Regions from separate parts of the Pan troglodytes genome. Here region 2 is linked to region 1. Evidence: chromatin contacts called from public Hi-C data. All regions are on one chromosome and are shown on one strand. The core of a region is the stretch at or near the end of the contact, and the rest is flanking DNA. Distances in the headings are between cores, read along the strand shown.

Region 1 (4,499 bases), core at 618-3,117:
TTTTGTATTCCCACCAGTGATGTACAAGGGTTTCAATTTTTCAACATCCTTGCCAACACTTGTTATTTTCTGTTTTTTTTTCTTCCAAAATTATAACCATCTTAATGGGTATGAAGTGGTATTTCATTTGGGTTTTGATTTGCATTTCTCTAATGGATAATGACATTGAGCATCTTACCATGTTTTTATTGGCCATTTGTATCTCTTGGGAGAAATCTGTTCAGGTTCATTGCCCATTTTAAAATTGTGTTACACTTTTTTGTTGCTGAGTTTAGAAGTTCTTTATATATTCTAGATACTAGATCTTTTTATTTTAATTTATTTGTCTATTTATTTATTTTTGAGACAGGGTCTCACCCTGTCACCCAGGCTGGAGTGCAGTGGCACCATCACAGCTCACTGCAGCCTCATTCTCCCAGGCTTAAGCAATCCTCCCACCTCAGCCTCCCAAGTAGCTGGGACTATAAACATGAGCCACCCCACCTGGTTACTTTCTATATTATTTTATTTTATTATTTATTTATTTATTTGGAGAGCTGCCCAGGCTGGTCTTGAGCTCCTGGGCTCAACCAATCTTCCCACCTTGGCTTCCCAAAGTTCTGGGATTACAGGCAAGAGCCCACCACGCCCAGCCTGGACCCTTTTAGATATGTGATTTGCAAATATTTTCTCCCATTCTGTAGGATGTCTTTGTACTCTCTTGATAGTGCCCTTTGATGTACAACAATTTTACATTTTGATGAAGTCTATTTTAGCTATTTCTGCTTGTGCTTTGGGTGTTATATCTAAGGAACTGTTGGGCAGATGCAGTGGCTCATGCCTGTAACCCCGGCCCCTGGGAGGCCGAGGCAGACAGATCACATGAGGTCAGAAATCTGAGACCAGCCCGGCCAACATGGCCAAACATCATCTCTACTAAAAATACGAAAAAACTAGCCAGGCATGGTGGCACACACCTGTAGTCCCAGCTACTTGGGAGGCTGAGGCAGGAGAATCACTTGAGCCCAGGAGTTCAAGGCTGCAGTGAGCTGTGATTGTACCACTGCACTCCAGCCTGGGTGATAGAGAGAGATCCTGAGGCCCTGTATCAACAAAAAGAAAAGAAAAAAAAATAAAGAAAAGAAAGGAAAGGAAAGGAGGAAAGAAGAAAAGGGAGAAGGGAGGAATGGAGGGAGGGAGGAATGGAGGAAGGGAGGCAGGGACGGAGGAAGGGAGGGAGGGAGGAAGGGAGGAAGAGAGAAAGAAAGAGAGAGAAAGAGAAGAAAAGAAAAGAAAGGAGGGAAGGAAGGGAGGGAGGAAGGGAGCGAGGAAGGAAGACAGAGAAAGAAAGAAAAAGAAAAAAGGAAAGCAAGAGAGAGAGAGAAAGAGAGAGAAAGAAAGAAAGAGAGAGAGAGGGAGGGAGGGAAGGGAGGGAGGGAAAGGAAAGAAAAGTAAGAAACAAGAACCGAGTGTTTAAGGAAGAGAAGAGCAGGTCTAAGGTGTGACCCTGGAATCGGGTGGCTGAGGTTGGGGGAGCAGGTCCCTGGAGCCAAGGATTGGAGGCTGTGGGTTGAGGGGTAGAATTCAGACCCTGAGAGGCCAGGAGGAAGGAGGCCAAGGAGAGTGGCATGTTGGACCCTGCAGAGGGCCAGCCCTGGCTTTGACGGTAGCTGCTTAACCACAGGGGCCACACTCCCCTACCCCTTGGCCACAGTGAAAGGTCTCCCCTCCTCTTTCCCCACTGCTGAGCTCCTGTTCCCTCTGTGGGAGGCGGGAGAGAGAAGCACCACCATCAGTCTGGAGCTCTGGGCTCAGGACACAGGGGACAGGTACATGGCAGAGGAGCTCCTCCCTCCACCCCAAGCCTGGCTCCGCTTGCTCTCCAAGACTTTGACTTTCCTAGAAATCACGGACCGAGCCCTGTCTCTGCTGCTGAGGAACTTGTCAGACCTGTTTGTGCCCCGCAGAACCAAGCCAGCGCCAAGGTACTGCAGGCCACAGGCATCTGCTTGCCAGCTGCTCCCTGCAGCTAGGCCTGCCCACCTGCAGGAGCCCAGCTCCTCCAAGACACAGGGCCAGCCGGCAGGGAAGGCCAGAGGGACTCCACGTCAGCTCAGAGAGGAGGCTGGGGCATTCATCTCATTTATTCCTCTGTCCTCAGTGCCTCCACTTGTCTATACCTCCTCTGTACCAGTGCTCAGAGAGGGTGATCAATAACACCAGTAACACCTCACCTCTGCCCTCAATGGTCTCTGGCTGGGAGATACCAGGATGGGGGTAGGCTACAGGCATGGGAGTGATGCGGCACAAGTGGGGCCCCAGGGAAAAGAAAAGCAGGGGGCCTCTCAGAAGGCACAAGATGGCTGTGAGGCTGCTGGCGGCTCCAACTCCCTGGTCTCTGCCACTCTTGGGAGTTACACAGCATGGCCTCCTGGAGGCCCCTCTCTCCCAAGCTGTGGTTCATTGGTGGTCTCCACTGCCCCTGACCTGGGCACATGACTAGCTGCCTTCAATATCCACGCCTTTCTGTCCAGTCCTTGAGGAATACCTGGATGACCCCAGGCTCTACAGTTCTTCCTCCCGTCCCTGTAGCTGGGGTAATCCACAGAGCTGCCCTTCTGGGGGTAGAGGGCTGAGGCTCCCAAAAGCCAGAGAGAAATCAGCAAGAATGAGCATGTGGGTGGACACACCGTCTTTCCAGAGTTCTTTCTGAAAGCACCTTTCTAAAGGTACAAGAACGTGGCAGGGTGCAGTGGCTCACACCTGTAATCCCAGCACTTTGGGAGGCCAAGGTGGGAGGATTGCTTGAGCCCAGGAATTCTAGACCAGCCTCAGAAACAAAGCAAGACCCTATCTCTAAAAGAAATAATAAAACAAAACAAAACAAAACAAACAAAAGAACCCCTTGCCGGCCTCTTGAACTTCCCTGCACCACCGTGCCCTGAGCTCTGGGTTCCAGCTGCACAGTTTCATTGGGTACCCTACGTTTCCTCCTGTTGCAGAGTCTTGCTCATGCTGCTCCCTCTGCCTGGAACACTCCCTGCCCCCTTTGCCCAATCCCCCCTGCATTAGTCAGGGTTCTTAGAGGTAAAGAACTAATAGGATAGATATATAATAGGATAGGATATATATATAAAAAATAGGATATATATATATATAATAGGATATATATATATATATAAAGGGGAGTTTATTAAGTATTAACTCACAGGATCACAAGGGAAAGAATTAATGGGATATATATAGAGAGAGAATTATTATATATAAAGAATTATTGTATTATATATAATATATATAATAGGATAGGATATATGTAAAATAGGATATATATATAAAGGGGAGTTTATTAAGTAGTAACTCACAGGATCACAAGGGAAAGAACTAATAAGAGAGGGAGATATATATAGAATTATATATAAAGAATTATATTATATATTATATAACATTATATAAAATAGGATATATATATATAGAGAGAGATATAGATATACATAAAGGGGAGTTTATTAAGTATTAACTCACAGGATCACAAGGTCTCACAATAGGCCGTCTGCAAGCTGAGGAGCAAGGAAACCAGTCCAAGTTCCAAAGCTGAAGAACTTGGAGTCCAATGTTCGAGGGCAGGAAGCATCCAGCACAGGAGAAGGGTGTAGGCTGGGAGGCTAGGCCACGCTAGTCTTTTCACATTCTTCTGCCTGCTTTATATTCTGGCCTCACTGGCAGCTGATTAGATGGTGCCCACCCAGATTGAGGGTGGGTCTGCCTTTCCCAGTCCACTGACTCAAATGTTAATCTCCTTTGGCAACACCCTCACAGACACACCAAGGATCAATACTTTGCATCCTTCAACCCAATCAAGTTGACACCCAGTATTAACCATCACGCTCCCTACTCAGCTTTCTGGTCTCAGGTCAGCAGCGTATCCTAAGGCCCTGACAGCGGCATAGGCCAAATCACTTTCCATGTAGTTTCATGGCACCAAGAACTTGCACTTTTTGGTAAGTGGTGTCTGTCTTCCCCCAGAGTGCCATAAGTCCCTGAGGGAAGGGAGTAGGCTGGATTTGCCCACGGCTATGCCCCCAGCACCCTACATGGGGCCTGGCATGCAGGAGGCTCTTGGGAAATATTTGACTGGCTCCAGGACACCCAGAGAGCCAGCCCCGAATCATGGGAGTTATCTGGAAGCAGCTCTGTGGCTTTGGGCCTCCAAGACACTGCAGGGCAGAAGCTGAGGCTGGAATTGCAATTACTCCTGAGCCTCCTGGAGGCTTCAGGGTACTTTCCCTGTCTGCCTGGGCCTTAGTCTTCCCATAAGCAGAATGGAACCCCAGGGCCCCTGGTGTCTCAAGGATATGTACCCCCCAGGGCAGCAGCAAACCCAAGGCCATGGCCAGTCCTGGGCTTGCTTGGCAGCATCCAAGGTGATGCATCTTGTTATCTGGCCAAAGTGGCTCTCCTAGAATCCTTGGTAGCCCCATACTTGGCCTGGTAGGTGACAGACAGGGAACACAGGCAGGGTT
Region 2 (4,153 bases), core at 659-3,158, 80 kb before region 1:
GAAGCACTCAGGGCTACACCGAGGTAGGGCAGAGCAGGGGCTGAACCTGGATCCAACTCCCAAGTGTAGGACTTGCTCTGTGAAGCCTTCTTGGGGGCACTTTCCAGAATGTCCCCCAGCACCTATGGCTCTCAGCCTGAGACCCTGAGAGGTAGATGCCAGTGGGTTTTGGGGTCCCTGGGGGCTGCCTGGACTGGCCCGGCCTGACCCAGCTCAACTTACCCCTAGGTGCTCCGGGGCATTCATTATGGGTGACACTGTCCTGGTGCCTGGAGGGCAGAGCTTTCTGGGTTACCCAAGCCAGGTGATGACAGACGGGGTCTGTCCCCAGGGATGTGTCCACAGGAGAGGATGGCTTTAGCTGCATGCTGGGAGCGGCTTCTGGACTGTTCTCAGAAGCATGGGGCCCTGTGCAGGGCATCTTGGCACTGAGTCACCCTCTCTCCCAGCTGCAGTCCCCAGCGGCACTTTGCCCTACCACTTAAGTACATGCATGCACTCATGCATGCGTGTGTGTGTGTGTGTGTGTGTTTTAAATTCATTGCTTTTGGTCTTCCTTTTATTTTCTTTCTCTTTTTAGAGACAGGGCCTTGCTTTGTCACCCAGGCTGGAGTGCGGTGGCACAATCACGGTTCACTGCAGCCTCCACCTCTTGGGCTCAAGCAATTCTCCTGCCTCGGCCTCCTGAGTAGCTGGGACAACAGGCACACGTCCCCATGCTGGGCTAATTTTTACATTTTTAGTAGAGATGAGGTCTCACTATGTTGCCCAGGCTGGTCTCAAACTCCTGGGCTCAAGCGAACTGCCCCCCTTGACTTTCCAAAGTGCTGGGATTACAGGCACGAAACACCGCACCCAGCCTTCTTTTCTTTTATGAATATAGTGACAGATCTTGGTTGGTGTCTAGTCTCTTCTGGTTTGCTGTGTGACTCTGCACTAGTCACTTGGCCTCTCTGGGCCATAGTTTTATCATCTGCCCTAAATGCCCTTTGAAAAGTTTCTTTGTAAATGGGGTGTTTGGGGCGTGGTACAGGCTGCTGATGGACCAGCATCGTGGTGGTGGTGGGCTCTCAGCTCTTCCTTCACCTGGCTGAGTTCACTATTGTGTCTGAGCCCGGGACCATGGGAGGCTCTGATGCCAGTTTCCTGAGGCTGGGACCCAACCGAAGCCTCCACTTAGGGATCAATCAGGGAGGGCTTCCTGTAGGAGTTGATGCCAGAGTGGGCCCTGGTGAGGCTGGGGAAACACCTTTCCCGGCAGGACGATCAGCCATTGCAAAGACCAGAAGGCGGCTGTAGGACAGTGGGAGTCTCAGAGGGACAGAGGTAGAGCATAGAGTCAGGGACGTCTGAGCATGGCCCAGTAACTGTACCTCAGGGTTTAGTTTTGGGCTGGGAAGGAGCTGGAAGGGCTCATTGTGGTCAGAGTTGGGGCACCCCAGGGCATGGCAAGGGCATCTGCCAGACCTGGGTTCCAACCCTGCCTTGGCCATCCACCCCCATGTGACCTTGGGCTTTGAGCCCATCTTCCTCGTTGGTAAAATGTCTGATAGACATGTTGGGAGGAGTAAATTAAAGCAGCTCCTTGCTCCTGGTACAGTTGGGGTCTGCCCCTTGCCCCCTTGGTTTTGGGGTAGTGGCACCCTTGAGCCTTCTCACTCTCACACGGGGCCCTAAAAACCACTACCCCCAAACTGAGGGAGAAAACGCCTAGGCGAGGAACTATCCTGGAAGGATGTGAAGAGGAACTATCCTGGAAGGATGTAAGTGAGGGTGCACCCTCACTTAGGGAGCACCGCCTGGGCCAGGCCTTCTGCCTGGCACTCAGCATGCCACCCTCCCTTACTCCGTGGACTGGGATTCTCCTGGGTGGCCCCTCCCTCCCCACGGTTGATTCCTATTCGTCCACTTTGTCCTGCGTCCCAGAGGCATGGACAGGCCGTGCACTCCAGGTCTCCTGCTGAGGGACCGGAGAGGCCCCTGGGACCACGGGAGCTGCCGAGGGCTAAGGATGCCAGGGGTGGGGAGGGAGGGTGGTGGAAGGGTCCCCGGGTGCGTGTTTGAGCTTTGGGGCGAGGCTGGGGCCCGGGGAGTGAGGACCTGGGGAGTGGGGACCCGGTTGGTGGCAGCGCGGCCCCTCCGGTCTATCCCGATCCTCGTTAGCGCGGCGCCACCTAGCGGCGTCCGGGGGAAGCGGCGGCTCGACCTCGTCCAGGGCGGCTCGTGGGGTCCGGAGTTCCCCGTGCTTCTGCTGCGCCCTCGGGGAGCGAACGACGGGCAGGGGGGACAGGAAGGGGCCGCCCTGGCCTCGGCCAGAGGAGCAGGAGGCGAGGGCAAGGCTGTAACTCCTGACACCTAAGGGCCTGGATGCCCGGGGGAAGAGGCGGGAGGAAGGAAGTCAGGGCTGACTCAGCCCTGACCTTGGACCTGACCTTGATCCCAGGCCCTGTAGTTTGCTTCCTTAACCCCAGTTTCCATGAACAGAAGCCTCCACTTAGTCCCATCAGGGAGGTCAAGGGGGAGGCAAGAGAGGCGGGATGTCCAGCCTGGGCAGGGAAGAAGGTCAGCCCTGGGAGTGCAGCAGGGGTGGCGGGGGCTGAGTGGGGTGGCGGGGGCTGGGTAGGGTGGGCTCAGGGTGCACTGGGAGGGACAGGGGACAGGAGGCACAGGCTTTGGGTCGCAGGCCCAGGATGGGCTGCGGGGTGGGACCTGTGGCAGAGGATCCCAGGAGGCAGTGAGGCCAGGGCTGCAGCGTCTCCTGTCCACCCAATAGGACCCCACCCTGGTTCCTTACAAGTAGGAGGTCCCCAAGCCATTGCCCATATCCTGACCCCCTGTCCTGCAAGCCACAGCCTCTTCCTCCCTCCTCTGTCACTGAAGGACCAACCAGGAATACAGTGTTTAAGTCAAGCAGAATGGACACATCTTTAGGGAGCCCAACGGTGGGGTGCCAGGGTCTGAATGGCGCTGTGTGTAGGGGGGTTATATGCTCGGCTCCCAAGCCTGGGGCAGGTCATTCTGGCTCTGCCCAGATTCCACGTTGACTTTGGGCAGACCAGCATCTTCCCCAGCAAAAGGCCCTGTGGCATCGGGAAATTCCTGCGCATGAAGCTGGAGATGCACGGTCTATGGGTGAGTGGACCCCAGTACTACGGTGGAACCCCAATACTGCAGGGGCACCTCAGTGCAAGGCAAGGCCATGCACACCTGTCGTAGGACATTGAGAGACATTAGCGTAGTGATGATGCCTATGTGTGTATGTGTGTGGTCTACGTGAGTACAGCTCTGTGTGTTAGTGTATGTGTGTGCATCTGGTGTGTGACTACATGTCTGTGTGTGCGTGTTTGTGTGTGTCTCTGTGTGTTAGTGTGTGTATTCATTTGAATGTGTAAATACATGTCTGTGTGTAAGTGTGACTCTGTGTGAATGTCTGTGTGTGTCTCTGCATTAGTGTGTATGTGAATGCATGTCTGTGTGTGCCTGTGAGTAGGTATCTGTATGTCAGTGAGTGTATATGTGAATGCATGTCTGTGTGTGTACGACTGTAGTGTGTGTGTGTGAATGTGTGTCTGTGTGACTAGGGGGTTGGAGGGTGTGAGTGGAGTTCTGGGCAGAGTGGTCCCTGTGGCTGTACAATTTGGAAAATGCCCTCTATGCCCTGCCCACCTCCCTGGGGCAGGGGGTGCCTTCCTATTTCCCTGGTGAAGCCTGCAAATTCCTCCTGGTGTAGGGGGTCCCCTTCTCTCCTCTACCTCCCCTCCACGTCTTGCCCACAACCCACAGTCCTGCTCTTTGCAGATGCCCTCTTGGGCTGTGTCTGCTAAGGGGGGCTCGGGGCCACCCTACTTCGTGACTTCAGTCTGAGAATCTTTTTATTTATTTATTTTATTATTTTTTTTTCTGAGACTGAGTCTCACTCTGTTGCCCAGGTTGTAGTGCAGTGGCATGATCTCGGCTCACTGCAGCCTCCGCCTCCCGGGTTCAAGCAATTGTCCCGCCTCAGTCTCCCGAGTAGCTGGAATTACAGGCATGCGCCACCATGCCCAGCTAATTTTTGTATTTTTAGTAGAGACGGGGTTTTGCCATGTTGGCCAGGCTGATCTTGAACTCCTGACCTCAGGTGATCCATCTGCCTTGGCCTCCCAAAGTGCTG

What was found. Hi-C and Micro-C count contacts between places; a contact is called where the count stands out from the background.
Region 2: a contact with region 1 is called in a Hi-C map of induced pluripotent stem cells, with 1.8 times the contacts expected there. The contact joins two enhancer-like sites. A contact is called at or near these places in 2 of 7 Hi-C or Micro-C datasets (induced pluripotent stem cells and stem cell-derived neural progenitor cells).

The regions. Positions count from the first base shown.
Region 1 is chr6:111,153,784-111,158,282 of NHGRI_mPanTro3-v2.0_pri, reverse strand. No RefSeq gene overlaps it. Among named protein-coding and RNA genes, the nearest start is that of MYL10, 21 kb to the left of the region's middle. Within about 2 kb of position 1,867, at least 2 of the 24 cell types and tissues checked have an H3K27ac peak or open chromatin away from gene starts, as enhancers often do. A contact at or near this core is called in induced pluripotent stem cells, where this site is marked.
Region 2 is chr6:111,233,731-111,237,883 of NHGRI_mPanTro3-v2.0_pri, reverse strand. No RefSeq gene overlaps it. Among named protein-coding and RNA genes, the nearest start is that of MYL10, 59 kb to the right of the region's middle. Within about 2 kb of position 1,908, at least 2 of the 24 cell types and tissues checked have an H3K27ac peak or open chromatin away from gene starts, as enhancers often do. A contact at or near this core is called in induced pluripotent stem cells, where this site is marked.